Regions from separate parts of the Mus musculus genome. Here regions 1 and 3 are each linked to region 2. A link is a contact called in public Hi-C and HiChIP or PLAC-seq data. All regions are on one chromosome and are shown on one strand. The core of a region is the stretch at or near the end of the contact, and the rest is flanking DNA. Distances in the headings are between cores, read along the strand shown.

Evidence for each region. A called contact is a pair of places that touch in the nucleus more often than the background predicts. HiChIP or PLAC-seq counts read pairs in DNA pulled down with a chosen protein or histone mark.
Region 1: a contact with region 2 is called in a Hi-C map of CD8 T cells, with 2.9 times the contacts expected there. The contact joins the enhancer-like site here to the promoter of St3gal1 in region 2. A contact is called at or near these places in 4 of 39 promoter capture datasets (the C10 cell line, hippocampal neurons and liver), 3 of 15 datasets of contacts at CTCF or cohesin (CD8 T cells, the NIH/3T3 cell line and large pre-B cells), 53 of 484 Hi-C or Micro-C datasets (3T3-L1-derived adipocytes, the AML12 cell line, the BV-2 cell line and 34 more), 34 of 115 datasets of contacts at active chromatin or transcription factors (the 230-238 cell line, CD8 T cells, DN3 thymocytes and 27 more) and 3 of 9 other capture datasets (adipose tissue, embryonic stem cells and liver).
Region 3: a contact with region 2 is called in an H3K4me3 HiChIP or PLAC-seq map of embryonic limb bud, with 4 times the contacts expected there. The contact joins the enhancer-like site here to the promoter of St3gal1 in region 2. A contact is called at or near these places in 2 of 39 promoter capture datasets (the 3T3-L1 cell line and hippocampal neurons), 3 of 15 datasets of contacts at CTCF or cohesin (CD8 T cells, large pre-B cells and pro-B cells), 15 of 484 Hi-C or Micro-C datasets (the AML12 cell line, the C2C12 cell line, Sertoli cells and 8 more), 17 of 115 datasets of contacts at active chromatin or transcription factors (the HPC-7 cell line, the NIH/3T3 cell line, the SCID.adh cell line and 13 more) and 1 of 9 other capture datasets (embryonic stem cells).

What each region holds. Positions count from the first base shown.
Region 1 is chr15:67,408,702-67,411,627 of GRCm38.p6, reverse strand. No RefSeq gene overlaps it. Among named protein-coding and RNA genes, the nearest start is that of 1700012I11Rik, 180 kb to the right of the region's middle. Within about 2 kb of position 1,402, at least 59 of the 459 cell types and tissues checked have an H3K27ac peak or open chromatin away from gene starts, as enhancers often do. A contact at or near this core is called in CD8 T cells, DN3 thymocytes, ECoMG myeloid progenitors and 12 more, where this site is marked.
Region 2 is chr15:67,175,230-67,178,308 of GRCm38.p6, reverse strand. It overlaps St3gal1 (ST3 beta-galactoside alpha-2,3-sialyltransferase 1), which reads left to right and starts at 1,427. Exons shown (of 9, transcript NM_009177.4): 1 at 1,427-1,677.
Region 3 is chr15:67,359,766-67,362,764 of GRCm38.p6, reverse strand. The region is part of intron 7 of 1700012I11Rik (RIKEN cDNA 1700012I11 gene); the gene reads right to left. Among named protein-coding and RNA genes, the nearest start is that of 1700012I11Rik, 130 kb to the right of the region's middle. Within about 2 kb of position 1,689, at least 32 of the 459 cell types and tissues checked have an H3K27ac peak or open chromatin away from gene starts, as enhancers often do. A contact at or near this core is called in the HPC-7 cell line, Sertoli cells, embryonic limb bud and 1 more, where this site is marked.

The sequences.
Region 1 (2,926 bases), core at 153-2,652, 230 kb before region 2:
AAGTTGTTTGTGCCTGACATTTTGGTCACAGTGATGAAATCCTAACTAATACAGAGGTACAAAATCTTCAGTGGGTTCCTATCATGGTCTTCCTAGATTTCTTTGTTTTCATTTTGTGTGTATGAATGTTTTTTCTGCATATATGTATGTGTACCACATACATGCCATCCCTGGTGCTCACGGAGAACATAAGAAGACATCAGATCCCCTAGAACTGGAGATAGAGTTAGAATGTGCCATATGGGTACTTATAACTAAATCTGAGTCCTCTGCAACAGCTGTAAATGCTTTCAACTGTTGTGATATCGCTATATCTCCGATCCCTATTATTCTTATAAAGTTGTTCTGTGGTCATTGAGAACTGCTGTGGTTTGAATGTGAAATGTCCCCTACCCACTGTTGGCTCATGTGTCTGAACACTTACTCCCCAGGGGGTTTTACTGTTTTGGAATACTGTAGAACCTTTGGAAGGCAGAGTTTTGCTCGAAGTAGATTATGAATGTTAGAAGAGATGTCAAGGCATTCTAACCGGACCCAATTCCTGTTCACTCTCTGCTTCCTGGCTGTCAGTCACTGCCATCAGCCAACTTTTGGCTTCTGTCACCATGCTTTTCCCACCATAATGGACTGTATCCCCCACCCTCAGAACTATAAGGCAAAATAAACCCTTTCTTTCTTAAACTTCTTCTTGTCAGGTATTTGGTCCAGGGATGATAAAAGTGACCATGTAACTAGAACAAGTTAAGCAAAAAAAAAAAAAAAAGGAAAAAGAAAAAAAAAGTAACTAGGACAAAGATCAACTTTCTATTATGGTAAAACTTAAAATTTACCATTTTAGCCATTTTTTTCCCAGGGGGAAATTTCATGGCATCAGTAGGTTGAATTTGGGGACAACCATCTCCTAAACATTTTCATTCTTCTTAGTCCCTGGGTCAGGTAATTGATATGACCAGATTCTCCTGCACAGGACACAAGTGCAGGAAAGCAAGCAAAAATAAGAAAATGTAAGCTAGCATGTCTGTTTCCACAGGGAGAGAGCTGGTAATTGTACAGAAGTCAAATTTGATCCCTGTGAGAAAGCATGCCATGCTGAATAGAAGTGGCCATTGACATGGAAGAAGGCCACAGACTTCCAAGTGTCCCACAGGGAAATATTCATAGGTGGCCACGGTTAATTGCACTTGTGAGAAAAAGACAGTGAAATACAAAGCAAACTGGAGTTGCCAGGTTTTACACACACAGACACACACAGACACACACACACACACACACAGACACACACACACACACACACACATACACTGTAGGCATTTACCAAAAGAATCAGGTTTAGAGGACTGAGAACTGGTTGGTTGGGTTCTTCTCCTTTTGAAAACAGATGTCATCTGTGATCTTTGCCCACACACTGCATGTGGTAACCCTTCTCACATCCTTTTGCTCCACCCTGAGTCTTATCTTCACTAACCCTTCACAAATGTCAAGCCTTATTTGGTGAAAATGAATGGTGTGGAAAAAAGGCTGAGTTTCACAAGCATGAGGTATCGCTGGGGGAAAGCAATATAATTCAATTCTGGGGATGGATATGAGACTTTCCAAACAGATGAGAAGACAGACAGCCCCCCACCAAGGCTGCCCACAGTTCTGGGATTCTGGCATCTGCCTTCTCACCTTGATAATATCCTTTTGCTGTCCATCAGTATCTTTCTCATCCCCCACAGACAGACATCCTTACATTCCCACAGCTGGAGGAGCATGTCCAAGACCCCCAAAATGCTCATACATGAGCTACACTTTACCTTCAGAGGTCACCATTGTACTCAGCTAACCCAACCACTATGTTCCTGAACAGCCAATATTGAGCAGCACTCTACGGGTCACAGAAATAATGAGAGGCAGGCAAGGAGTGTGACCTTCTGGAAAATGTCAAAGGAAACACCCGAGGGTAGATAGCAAGAGCATCAACTAGGGATCAGCCTATGGCCTGAATCTAACAGGCAACCTATATTTGTACAACTGACATAGTCTAAGAGCCATTTTCACATTTTAAGCAGTTGTAGACAAAAGTTTGAAGAAGAAAAATATTCCGTGATACAAATAAATGACGTGGAATTCAAGTCACTGAGTCTATAAATATGCTTTTACTAAAACACAGCCAGGCTTGCTCACACAGTGTCTGTGACCACTTTGGCACAATGATGACCTGTGAAGTCTTTGATGTGGCCATCCATACTTTCAGGATCCTGATCCTGGCTGTGATCATAATACCCTGTCCCCCTTGCCCTATGCATGGATTTAGGGACCAGCTCACATGGAATCTGTCACCACATACAAAGAACTGACACACATCTACATCTTCCTGTTTACTCAATTCTTCAATAGACAGTTTTTAAATCCACACTACGGGTTAGGTGGCAGAGATGCAAAACCAATCAAAAGAAGACAAGCTCTCCCTGTTTTTGCATGCGTAGAGTCCGATGAATTAACCAATGAAGGCAAGTGTCCGACTACAGCCTTGACCACCATTAGGAAGGAAGCTGCATTGCTAAGTGAGAAGCCAGACCCAGTGGGAGGTTGGGGGTGGGGCAAATCCCTTATAATGTGACACCAAGAGGAGGGGGTGGAAAGGGGACATTAATCAGACAAGGGGAATAGAAAAAGTCGTTCTGGCAGAGACTAGAATATCTGCAAGTTCCAGGAGGGACTGAGCGCGGGGATTTAAACAAAGGGCCACAGGGCTTTAGAGGGGGTCTGTGGGTCTGGAGTTTGATTGGGGCATGGTGTCAAGAGATATAAGACAAGCAGGAGTGGCAAGCAGATGCTCAGTTCTCACTCGTGTTTCTGCTTGTGACTCTCATTTTAGCATTCTTCACTCAGTCCCCAAAGAAACAGCCAGAGAGAACATGAGCAGGAGCCAAATGAGTTCACA
Region 2 (3,079 bases), core at 178-2,677:
ACTTCTCCCTTACCCCGCACACACAAATTATAACTTAGAGGTTTCTGTTCTTTTCCTTCCTTTTCTGGTAGTTTGTTGTTTCTTTGTCCTCCACTTCTTCCCTTTTAACAATTTCTCTTCTACTTCCTCGGAACTTACACAGTGTACCAACCCTATCTAGGCAGTCCAGAAGCAGAGTTGAAACCCACTCCTTCCTCCTTCCACAAGCTGGCTTGGATTGAGTGAGCTCTTAGATGCCAAGGGCAGTTTCAAGAGCCCTGTATCCACTTGCTCAGTACAACAACCCAAGCAAACGAACGCTGGGACCAGGGCCCTTTGCAAGGGAGTACGTGGAAACACAAACCTAGGAAACAGTGGATATGGCCCAAAGAGCCCAAGATCACACCGTAATGGAGAAGTGCCGCAAATTCGCCCCAACATTACAGCCTCATTCTAGTGAGTAAACAGCCAGGCAGCTCTGGCCTCCCCCACTGCAAAGGCTTGTCCCCAGAAGTCTCCAGAACTGAAAACGGAGAGACTCCTGCGCACACCGTCTTTCCTCTTAACATTCCACGGAAAAGTTGTAGATGAGATAGTTCCAGTGAGAGGATACCCACTGACAAACCAGATCTTAGAAATGCCTTTTAAATCCACCATTTATGATCTACGACCCACACACGTTAAATTCCGTACCCTCACTTCCCTATTAAAACAGAAAAACTTCTACCCTAACCTAAACCAAATCCCCATCCCCAGGCTGCCTTGGGGACCTTTCTAACTCTGATTCCCACTATCAGCCTTTGCTTAGCGCTGGTCTGCGAAGCTGTCTATCCATCCGCAAAGGAAAGGCCCTCGGCGGAGTAGACGGGAAGGGCGGGGATGTGGATGCTTATAGTGACCTGCTCTGCGGCTCCCAGTCCTGGCTGCACAGACACCGCAATCCCTAACCCCGCGGTGCCCCTCCCCAAGCCTACCTAAATCCCACCTCGAGTCCCACGCCCTCAGAAAAAGCGGTGGCTTTGCCTGATCGCCCTCTCTCTCCACTGCGACCCTGAATGGGGCTCTTCTGGGCACCGCCAGCCACATCCTCTCGGTGCACGCCCAACGCCTCGTCCCTCGGGTTGACCCCACGGGCTTCGAGCCTCTCGGGAGTTCTTCCCTAGCCTCGCCAGCTGTTCCCGCAGATCCCTCTCTTGAGGCAGTGATATTGTTCCCGCGCTGCCTCCTCCGGCGTCTCTCAGACGGGTCCGGCCTCCACCCAGCCCGCTGCTGTCCACGTGGCTTGGCTGAGCTATATTGAGCTTGCAGGAAGCCCCAAGCTAGAGGAAAGCCGAGCTGAGGCCGGCAGGAGGGGCGGAGGGGGGCGCCCGAGCGCCAAGGGGCGGGCGCTGGGCGGAGGAAGGGGAGGAACCTAGAGCCGAAGAGCCGTGCTGGGCGCGCCGGAGTCACGGCTGGGACCGGGCGGGCGAAAGCGACTCCTCCCCGGACGCCCCGCCTCTCACTCCCGTTACACCCGGGGGAAGGTGTTCCAGAGGCGGCTCCCATCCTCACCCCGCCTCCCTTTTCTCCGGCGCTAACCTCTGCCGGCGGAGCCCACTATGCCAGACACTTTCGACACTTTGCAAAGACAAAGAGCCCTAAACCGGAGGGAGGAGAGAGGAGGAGGCAGAGAAGGAGCGTGAGGTTTGAGCTGGCTGGGTAAGTATCCTGAACACATCTCCTTAGATACCTCTCTGAACCTCTTCAGTGCCCCCAAAGTCCGGAGTGTCTCTGGCTTTGGTAAGTACGCACCCAGCTGGTCCCTGTCCCGGTGCCCCAGGGACGGCGCCCCCTCGCGAGTTGGGGCTGGAGAAATGTTGCTTGTGTTCTCTGAGTACTGAGGTGATCGTCCCGACCCGGGCACAGAAGGGGTGGGAAAGGGACTAGAAAGGTGTAACAGTAGAAATGGGACCAAAGACCCTAGGCGCCAAGAGGGAGACACAAGGAGAGAGATCTCTGTCTCCGCCACGGTGGTCTTCTACCTGCGGGTCAGGGAGGAGACTCCAGCTCTGGGGCTCCAGGCTCTTTGGCACTTACTGGAGGAGCCTGCCGGAGCTCAGTGAAGAGCCTATGGCAGTTGTAGCAGTGGCTCCCGGAGCGGCCGTGGTGACATTGCGCCCAGCACCGCAGTGGATCCCCGCCCGGGCCGCGGGTAGGAGACTCCATCAGGCGCAGATTGTCCCCACTCTCTAGAGAAGCGGAGGTCTCGGGCTGGGACACTGGGGACGCTTGGAAAGCGTTGGTTTTCCAGACCAGAGGTCTGGACAGTGTCCGGATGGAGTCTCCCGATCAGCTGTGGGCAGGCGCGGACCCGGGAGGAGGCTGTTGGTCCCCGGGACACCTCTAATACCGCCCCGTTTCGGATCTCGGGGAGAAGTTGGAGCTTAGGACAGCACAGCAAAAAGCGGTGTGTCAGAAAGTGGGTAGATGAGGGTGGTCAAAGTGAGCGTGGCGGTGGAAAGTCTAAACTTGGAATCTGCTCCAAACCCGTTAGGCGCCGCAGCTGCCAAGAAATAATGGGACAAAAGTTAGCAAAGTCTGCATCTCTGTAGTGTGACCTGCGCAGGGCATGGTCTGCTGCTTTGATATGTGCACGGGGTGGGCAATGGTGACACCGGACAAAGCGACTTGGTTGGAGTACTATTAGCTCGGGATTCGGACCTTTGCGCAAGCAACTTTCAGCCCTCGTTTTTCTACGCGTGGGTGTTTGAGTGTGACCTTGCGGGAGGCAGCGCGGCTGAACTCGAGAAGGGGATTAAGTCTCCCGGTGCCTGCCTCGTAGTACAGGTAAAGCGTGGGGCCCTTCGCCTTGCTTCACCGTGGAGTCTCAGAAAAGGTGCCCGAACCTCCATCCATCTGCTGGAACCTGGAGTTTCTCCAGCCTTTTGCACAAGGGTCCTAGCCAGCTTCTTCCTCCAGCAGGAATTGGTGGCGCGCTCCATGAGAGACATGTGCGCGCCCAAAAGCGTGCGAGTGGGTGGGAGTTGGGATGGTCAAGCCATCTCGGAAGCTGATTGACTCCCGGAGACACTAGTGACCCTCCCCCACCCCCCACCCCCCA
Region 3 (2,999 bases), core at 440-2,939, 180 kb before region 2:
CTGAGCCTGTCTCTAAGTGTCTAGATCTTATATGAAGCATCGAAGTTATTCCTGAATGCACCAGAGTCTTCCATTTTCTGCAACGTGGCAGGTGTCTATCTCTTTTGGATCACATTTCAACTACCCTCCAAACTGTCCCAGACAGAACCAGGAGCTCCTACCTCAGGCCTGAGCTACCTTCTGTGCCTCAGGCACACCCTGGCTTCCGTCTCCGTATGAGGCATACCATATGCTTATGTTGGTTGGTGGCATTTCTACCTTCCTCACTGGTCCTGGGTTTGCTGGGAACCAGGGGATGACTTATCTGCCACTCCGGTTTATACTCCCTAGAACTAAGCAGCTCTTCCACATAGAATTGTCTCAATCTAGTATAGCTTCATGGGGAGAAATTCTTGGATTTTGAGTTGATCAGAATCTCAGTTTCCTTGATCTGGGTCATGGAAAAGTTAGAGGAAGAACAAGGGAACAGAAAGAGGGCTGGACATCTCATTCTCACTCACTGTATTACTCAGACCAGTAGCAAGGCCATGGATTGATTACCATATGCCTACAGTACTAAGTCAAGCAGTGTCTATCTGTTATCAATCATGATAACCCTTATATGGAAGTAGAGTGCTGGGGCAAGACTAAGGAAGGGTAGGAGGGAACTTCCTAGAAGAAGCCAGGATCTTCTTCTCCAACTTCTCTACAGTCTTGAGCCACATCCATTACCTGAGTCCTAGATCCTGCCAGGATTTGTTCTGTACATAAAGTTTTATTGAACACAGACATGTCCATTAACTTTGTGTAATTTCTTTTACCTCTGCACTGCAAGGTCTGAGTAAGATAAGGCGGTAAGGGCAAGTGTTACTATCTAGCACTCGATAAGAGTATTTTTGTCCATGTCACCAGCTTGAGAACCCCAGCCATGGCTGTTCAGTTTTCCCAGATCACTTCAGGTCTTGAAGTAGTCTACATTTGCTTGAACCAGTTATGGACTTTGCAGTACGTCTACCCTTTTGCCTTAATTAAGCAAACTGGAGTCCGTTTGTATTGCCAAGCAATCCAGATAGCATTAAAATATGCAGATCCTTCTCTACCCCACACCAAGTACTCACATATATACACTTGGGTGTATTTCACCACATCTACCCTAGAGAGGCCCCAGTTTCTCAGCACAGGACTCTAATGAGGGACAGAAAATGAGCCACTGGGCTCCATCCTTGAGGCTTGAATTCCCACAGGGAAACTGCACAAACAGTTTCATGTCAACACATCATGGGCCAAATATTTCTACTCATCCCTGAGCACAGAACTAATTGGAATTCCTGATGCTCCCCCAGCTTGCTCTCTTCCCCTCCTCCTCCCCCACTTCTCCTTCACCTCTCCCTTCCCCCTCCTCCTCTCTCCTCTCTTCCCCCCCCCCATTTCCTCTCCTGCCACAGCACCAGTGTGTACATAGCAATCGGCCTTCAGCAATAACTTTTTAAAGATTCAGTTTAAGCAGTAAATTGCAAATTCCTGTTTCCCCCCACACATTCCAGGCTCAGGTCTGAGTGTTTCTGGTAGGCCAGGTCTTCCATACACAGAGGTTAAACAGCTCCTGGGGAGAGAGAGTTCTCTCAGAGAACAGTAGGACTTTTATTTTTCAGAGACCTTAGTGTGCACAGGTGGTGGTAGCCCATGGTGCTGGTAGCATGGGCCTTGCAGGGAAGCAAGATGCCTAATGCAGTACTCCTGGGAAGTTGAGTGGTTCATGCATTGCACACAGAGTGTAGCACTGGGATTCAGGGCACAGCTGCTGCCTCCTCAGCCAGCCAGGTATGATTCAGGCTTAGCAGTTCTGAAGACTCATAGGACTGGGAGTCACTGCAACAGGTTAGAGACAGGACTGAAAAAAGTGGACAATGAGAAACAAAGTATCAAGCGAACCAGGCTGGGGAGATCCCCGCACTGCTGTCAGAGCTGTTGAGATTTGAAGGTGAAATATCCCCTTCATGCTTATGTGTCCGGATACATGGTCCCTTGGCTGCTGGTGAGGTTCAGAAGCTTGGACAATCTTTGGGCAACAGATGGAGCTTTCCAGGAGAAGTAGGACATTCAGGACAAGCTTATAGCCAGGCCCCACTTCCTGCATCCTCTCTGTTTCCTGACTGCAGATACAATGTGATCCACTTGCCTCCTCTTCCTCTTGCCATATCCCTCATACCATGATGGAATGTGACAGGCATTTTCCTTCCCTCGGACACAGATATATTCCAGATGAAAAGTAGATAAAGGCAGGTTTATACGGAGGTAGCTCTTAGGGGGGTTCACCAACTTCACCAATGGAGGTCAGTGAAGTCACACATCCAGACTAAAGCAAAGGGATTTTATAGAGTTTAGGCGAGGGAATGTGTCAGCTAGGACCTAGGATTGAGGCCTTACATGGTCAAAAACTGAACTTCTCGATGGACACTTTTGGATGGGTTGCCAGGAACACTTGGGCATGAGGAAGAATGACTAGTTAGCCTGGAGTTTTCACGAAGCAGGATCTGGGGATCTCTGTGTGATTAGGACTGGGGGAAGGAGGGCAGCTTATACAGGGTTTCAACCTAACAGGATGATCACCTTAAACGATAAGCCAAATAAATGCTTTCTCCCTTCAAGCATCTCTTGTCCACAACTTGGTCACAGCAATGAGCTGACACACCATCATTCCTTGCCTAAACCCTATAAACACACACTCAAGTGAGAACTGTTACTGACACCTGTGTGACGCTCTGATTTTTTATTCGTGGTTGACAGGGATGCAAGAGCTTTGTGCATATGTCCCTCTGGGATTTGACTCTGCTTTTGTTGAGGAGGAACTTACAAAGTAAAGTGCATAGCTGTTTACATAATGCAGCTTGCTAGTTTAACACCCACACATGTGTGGTGGCCAACCAGGCCAAGATTCTAGGCAATATCACTCAGAAACCCCTATACTTGTGCCATCACAGATACCATGGAGGACATCTGTTACATGATACATCGTGGTA